Regions from separate parts of the Manis pentadactyla genome. Here region 2 is linked to region 1. Evidence: chromatin contacts called from public Hi-C data. All regions are on one chromosome and are shown on one strand. The core of a region is the stretch at or near the end of the contact, and the rest is flanking DNA. Distances in the headings are between cores, read along the strand shown. Region 1 holds the start of UBE2K (ubiquitin conjugating enzyme E2 K). Region 2 holds the start of PDS5A (PDS5 cohesin associated factor A).

Region 1 (3,052 bases), core at 330-2,829:
AGCATTGCATGATTTACATTATGCCAATAATTCATTGTACCATGATCCAAATATAGTTGGTTCCTCTGAGGACCACTAGGGGGCTCTGCTGGAAGGGTTTTTATAATTTATGTCAGTCTGTTGAGGGAAATGTTCCCAGATGATGCTTTAGACTTCTAAACTGTTAAACCTTAAAAGAGATCATATAATTCAGCTTTCTTATTTGGCAGATGAGGAAACCAAGGTTGGCAAAGAGAGCTGACATGAAGGAGAGCTGGAATAAAAATTCCCTTTGTTCCTGTGGTGAGTTTTTTTTGTCTTGTGCCTCCACTGAATGTTTCATTACCAATGGCTATTTCCTTTTCTGCTGCTACAAATTTAGTAATTTTTGGTGAGACTATGTATTTATGATATTTTTCTAATAGGATACTTTACTAGTGGTTAGGTGAAAGAAGTGTGTGAAACATAAACTTCTAATACCTTTGTTACTTACTCCAAAATGTTGTATTCAGATTACCTCTCAGCACCAAAGCCAACTGCTTATCCTAGCAACCATTTTCAAATTTCCTTTCAAACTTACTTTCCACTTAAACCATTTCATTCTTATCTTTACTCATTTATTCATTCAGTATTTATTGTCTACAAGCATCAGGCATTATTGTTGGCTCTAGGCTTACAGAAGCAAAGCTGCCCCCATTCCCGAAACATCTATTTATCCATTTTTCACTTCAATATACAAACTATTTTCAGATGTCTTAGTGTAGTGGTTCTCGTAGTGTGGTCACTGAACCTGCAGAAGGAAAAAAGTCATCTGGGAACTCGTTAGAAATGCAAATTATTACTTCCACCCTATACTCTAGGGATGGGGGCCCAGCAGCAGTATTTTTAAACAAGCTTCCCAGGGATTTTGATGTACACTCGGTTTTAGTTTGGAGGCTCGTTATTATCTAAGTAAGTCAAAAATCCACATCTGGCTTCTAAATCCATCTCAGGCATGTCCATGGAGAACCCGTCTCAAATACTTGTGGTGGGACCCAACAGTGACAATACTTAATTCAATGATTTGTAGTACCTGTAATGATCGTAGTAAAATAGTGGTACTACAGTGGCTTCAGAACAAAAACGGACCGCTCTACACCAGGAGAAAATGGGCCAGACTGAGTTCCGGGATAGTGTTTTCATAGTATCATTGAGCCCGCGGGCTCTCTGGCTGAGTCAGGGAGGCGCTCCAAACCGAAAGAGGCCACATGACTCCGTTAAATTGGACTGGAGCCTCCAGTCACACGCCGGGTACTAGAAGCCCAAGCTTACCACGTTGGTTTGAAAAAGGGAGGAGGCAAAGAGGAGGACCCGAGAAGACCGGGCAGGACTGTCGAGCGCGGAAGCCGCACCCTCCAGGCCCCAGACGTTGGCAGGGCGGAGCCAAGCGGCCGTAGCTCCAGCAGAGACGCCCGTCGCGTCGCGTCGCGGGCTCGCCACTGAGGCGTATGGGGGCTACAACGAGAGCGGCTGCGCCGCTGGGCCGGATCAGCGTCGTGCGCATGCGCGGATCCGGCGCCATTTTGGTGGCCGGGCGCGGAGGTGATTCCACAGTGAGAACTCGGCGGCCGGGTTGGCAGTGGCAGCGTTCGTGTGCTTGGGTGTGAATCGTCGAGGGAGGAGGCGGTGGAGGAAGAGGTGGCGGCGGTGGCGGTGGTCGTAGCGGTGGCGGAGGAGGCGGGTACGAATCAGCTGCGGGCGGAGACATGGCCAACATCGCGGTGCAGCGAATCAAGCGGGAGTTCAAGGAGGTGCTGAAGAGCGAGGAGGTCAGAAATGAACTCCCGGACATCCCCCACCTCAGCCCGGGCGGGAGGGCCCTTCCGGGGGCGACCCCCACGTCTCTCGTAACCCTGGTGGCCCTCCTCACGGCTGCCCTCCTGCCTGTGGGGAGGCAGCAGTATCTCTCTCCTTCCGCCGCCTTCCCCTCCCTCCCTTCCCGGGGCCCTGGGATGGACGGTCTCGCAGCGGGTGGTCTGGTTAGGAGCACGGTGTAGGGGGCAGATGGAGAAGGGGACACTGCTCGGCACGGTGAGAACACCCCTGGGCAGTGGCACCCGCTGGAAGTGTGGCTGTAGGGCGGGGAGGTAGCAGGCCGAGCCTGAGGAAACCCGGGAAGTGGGTTGGGGGAAGGGGAAAGGTGGTAACTGGATCCGGAGAGCCGCGCTGTTCAAAGACCTGCACTTTTGAGGGTATTCTGAATTACAGTCTGTCAGGCCTCCACTGCCCTTTTAGGGAAGAAAAGATGAAAGTCCTTACTTATTGATGAAAGGAGAAGAACGTTCAGAGTTATTCCCTCTTAGTTGGGTGTTGGGAGAGAAGGGGAGACATAATGGGATACTATCTTATTTGAGTGGGATATAAGGGAATTTTCACTTGAGATGGGAAATTAATTCCAATTAGACCATTATGTCATTTCCATTTACCCCCAATTCTTAGGCCTCTTTTGTATTGACATCTAAAGCTTTTTAACTAAGTAAAGACAAGTTGTTCTGTGTATTAAAGGCATTTAAACATTTTTTTTTTTGCTAGGAAAATATAATGGAGTGTATGAGTAGTTTATTTTAAAATACTGTTAACAAGTTACGGGTCAGAGAGTCTCTCCTTAGACAATGTCTCTTTGACTCTGTTGTGTTGTGTCATGAAACTTCATTATGATGTCCCTCACAGTTAATTTGATTCATACTTTTGAAAAACAGCCCTATTAAAAACATGGGATTTCACCAGATTAAATACATTGTTTTATCTCCTTATTAAGTGAGTAGGTTTATCCCAACTTAAATACTGTGTATTGGCCTCACTTATTTAAAGATATTCAGGATGTTCTAGTAATTTGAGTCAAAACTGTCAGTAGTAGTAGTTTTCCATACCCAAATAAGCAAGAATGCCAGATTGTTTTTCCTTCCTGGATTTAACAGGGAGATTAGAAAGTCATACTGAAATGGTTATTATTTTCAACCTGTCTCATACCAATACGGAATGCTGTTTGTATTCTTTTATGTTCTTTGATAATATTAATGATCTGTGAAATTAA
Region 2 (2,810 bases), core at 309-2,808, 240 kb after region 1:
AACAAATTATTGCTTACATTTAAGGTTGCAAGCTGCTATTAACATTGTTCTCATAGATATTTCCTGAAAAAAACTTTAAAAATACTTGAATTCCTATGCTTGAAATACAGTAACATTTCAAGCACACATACTCCTTTTAAGTTCCTATAATGGTTACATCTCTACAGAACTTACTATTCAAAGATATAGTCAATATCTTTCAGAGAAGTCAAATACCTTTCAGAGAAGTCAAAGAGAAGATGGTAAGACACCTTAGAAAAGCTGGTAGGCGAAACTCTAAAGGCCAGGCCTAGCAGTGCAGTAATACAACACGAGAGATCATCTACTACAAACGTCTTAAGAGTGAATGTTCTGTCCAGACGCTTACCTTCAGTCGTTTGATCATTTCGTCGGTGGTGATCTTGTCGGTGATTTCCTTTACCCCGGGAGGGTAAGCGATCTTCCCATCTGCGCTCACGACGCCACAGAGGGCACTGGCAGGCTTGGGCTGCGCGGTGAAGTCCATCCTGGGGGACAACTTTTCTTTCACAGTCCTCTACCGGCCTCTATCGGTCAGAAAACAAAAGTTCAGCGGGAAAGGGGCGACTTTGTAACCTCTTTTTTTCATTTCAAAAATCTCTAATCTGCAAAGGGCTCTTTCTCCCAGGAGGCCCGGGACTCGTTAGCGGCCCCGCTGCCCTCTCCCTCCTCAGGTCTGGACCCTGGTGGCCGCCCCACCGCCCCCACCCACGCGGGCCACGCCACCCCCGGGCCCACTGGGCTCTCCGGCAGCAGCCGCCACCGCCGCGGGAAGCGCCGAGCCGCTCCAGGAGTTTCCCATTCCGTTTTTCACAATGAAATCCACTCCCAGGCACCGAAGCCCTAAGTTTGGCGGCGTTGGCAGCCTGGCGAGGCCCTAAAGGCCCCCGCTCGGCCCCAGAAAAGCCCAGAGTCCGCACCCGACTGGTCCCCTCTGGGAAAGGGGACGCGAGGCCTATAAGGCTCGGCTTAGGCCGCAAAACTAGGGAACCCACCGGACCCACATGCAGCGGCGGCTCCCAAGATTGAACGCCCTTGCCGGGCCGAGGTTCGGGACCCTCGGCATCCCTGCCACGCTCCCGCCCCTCCCCTGTCCCGTGGGAGGGGAAAACAAGCCGCCCTCACCCCAAACCTCACGCCAGGAAGCGGCTGACGCGGCTCCGCACTTCACATTTTGTTCCTTCAACTTCGGCTGAGGCACCCCAGCGGCTTCGCTCGCCCCGCAGCCACTAGGCGCCGTCCGGCGCCGCCGAGGCCTCCCCGACACCTCCGGGCAGCCCCGCTGGGCCTCGGTTCCGAGCGCCGCCCCCCCCCCCCCCACTCCGGTCTCCCCTTCCGTCCTCTCCCTCCAGCAGCCGAGGGCGGGAGCCGAGCCGCCGCCGCAGCCGCCGCCTTTACCTCCTCCTCCTCATGCGGGCGGAAGGTGCATCGAGCGCCAGGGCCTCTGTCAGGTGGTTGCGTCGCCGCCCCTCGTTGGGCTGCACACAAAGCGGCTCCGCGGGTCCCGCCGACGCCGACGCCCGCTCCGGAGCAGCGCTGGGGCTGGCGGTGCCGAGGAGGAGCAGCCGCCGCGGGGGGAGACGCGGGGCGAGCGTGTGCTGGGCGGGGAGACACTGCCGCTCTCCGTCTGGCCGAGGAAGAGCAGCCTCGGAGAACGCTCCTCCGAGAGCGTGTGCGCGTGTCTACCCGGGACCCCCGAAGCCCGCCCGCCCGCCTGCTCCTCGCGCCGGCCGGGTCCGCCGACCCGGACACGGACGCCCCTAGCAGCGGCGCGCGCCCGGCCGTAGGTGCTCTGGGAGCCGGCGCCTCGCGCACACACGGCCGGTCACGCGAGCGGTCCGAGAGCACGCGAGAGCAGGGCGCGCGCCTCGCTCCCTCCCCTTCCTCCGCCGGCCGAGCCTCCGCCTCCCTCGGGCCTGAAGCGGCCGCGCGCCGGTCGAACAGCGCCGCCATCCGGTTGGCGCCAAGCCCTGCTGCGCGGTGCATTTCGCGGAGGACCGGACCCGGGGAGCGGAGGAGGAGCTCTGGTGGCGGCGGGAAGCTGGCCAGGTCCCCGCGGCCCTCTGGGCACGCAAGACGAACAGAGCTTTATGTACCACTTATGCCACTGAGACAACTTTTGGGGCTCCTCATGAGGGACGTGGATGGAATTCGTTGAAAGACGGTAATTATTCGGTGAAAATGAACTGATTTCTTCCCCGGGGACAGCAAATCTGCACACTGAGGAAAAGTTTTGCAACATGGCACAGCGTGAGCTGCTCATTCTTCCTTGTGACAGCACCGGGGTTTGCCTTCCCCTCTTTAGATTTCTAAACTTAATGTTTTGAAAGCTGCAAAATATGAAAATAGCATCAAGTCAAGTAGTTCTCAAAGAATGGTCTGTATCATAAGTTACTGGGCTCCACTCACAAACCTAGAGAATCAGGATCTCTGAGAGTGGAACCCCAAAATAAGGATGTTTACAAATAAATCAATTGCTATGGAGGAAAATAAAGTAGAGATGAGGGCGGAGGTACATTGGCCTTTGGAAGGATTTGGGCTTATACTCTGAGGTTGGGAGTTATTGGAGTATTTGAAACAGAGAAGTAACATGGTATAATTTATGCTCTATGAGCTAGGCAAACTTGGAGAAATTATTTAATCTTTCTGAACCACATTTTCCTCATCTGTAAAACAGGGATAATAGTTTCTATCTCAGAGGGTCATTATATGAGGAATAAATAAATTAACATTTGTAAACTGCCTGGAATAGTAACTGACACTTACTAAACTCCACGTAAATTTTTTAAACT

Evidence for each region. A called contact is a pair of places that touch in the nucleus more often than the background predicts.
Region 2: a Hi-C map of skin fibroblasts shows a contact between it and region 1, with 5 times the contacts expected there. The contact joins the promoter of PDS5A here to the promoter of UBE2K in region 1. A contact is called at or near these places in 2 of 3 Hi-C or Micro-C datasets (blood and skin fibroblasts).

Annotation. Positions count from the first base shown.
Region 1 is chr5:33,036,888-33,039,939 of mManPen7.hap1, forward strand. UBE2K (ubiquitin conjugating enzyme E2 K) reads left to right here and starts at 1,580. Exons shown (of 7, transcript XM_036908505.2): 1 at 1,580-1,787. The coding sequence starts at 1,725.
Region 2 is chr5:33,281,796-33,284,605 of mManPen7.hap1, forward strand. PDS5A (PDS5 cohesin associated factor A) reads right to left here and starts at 1,559. Exons shown (of 33, transcript XM_036908506.2): 1 at 1,417-1,559; 2 at 368-545. The coding sequence starts at 505.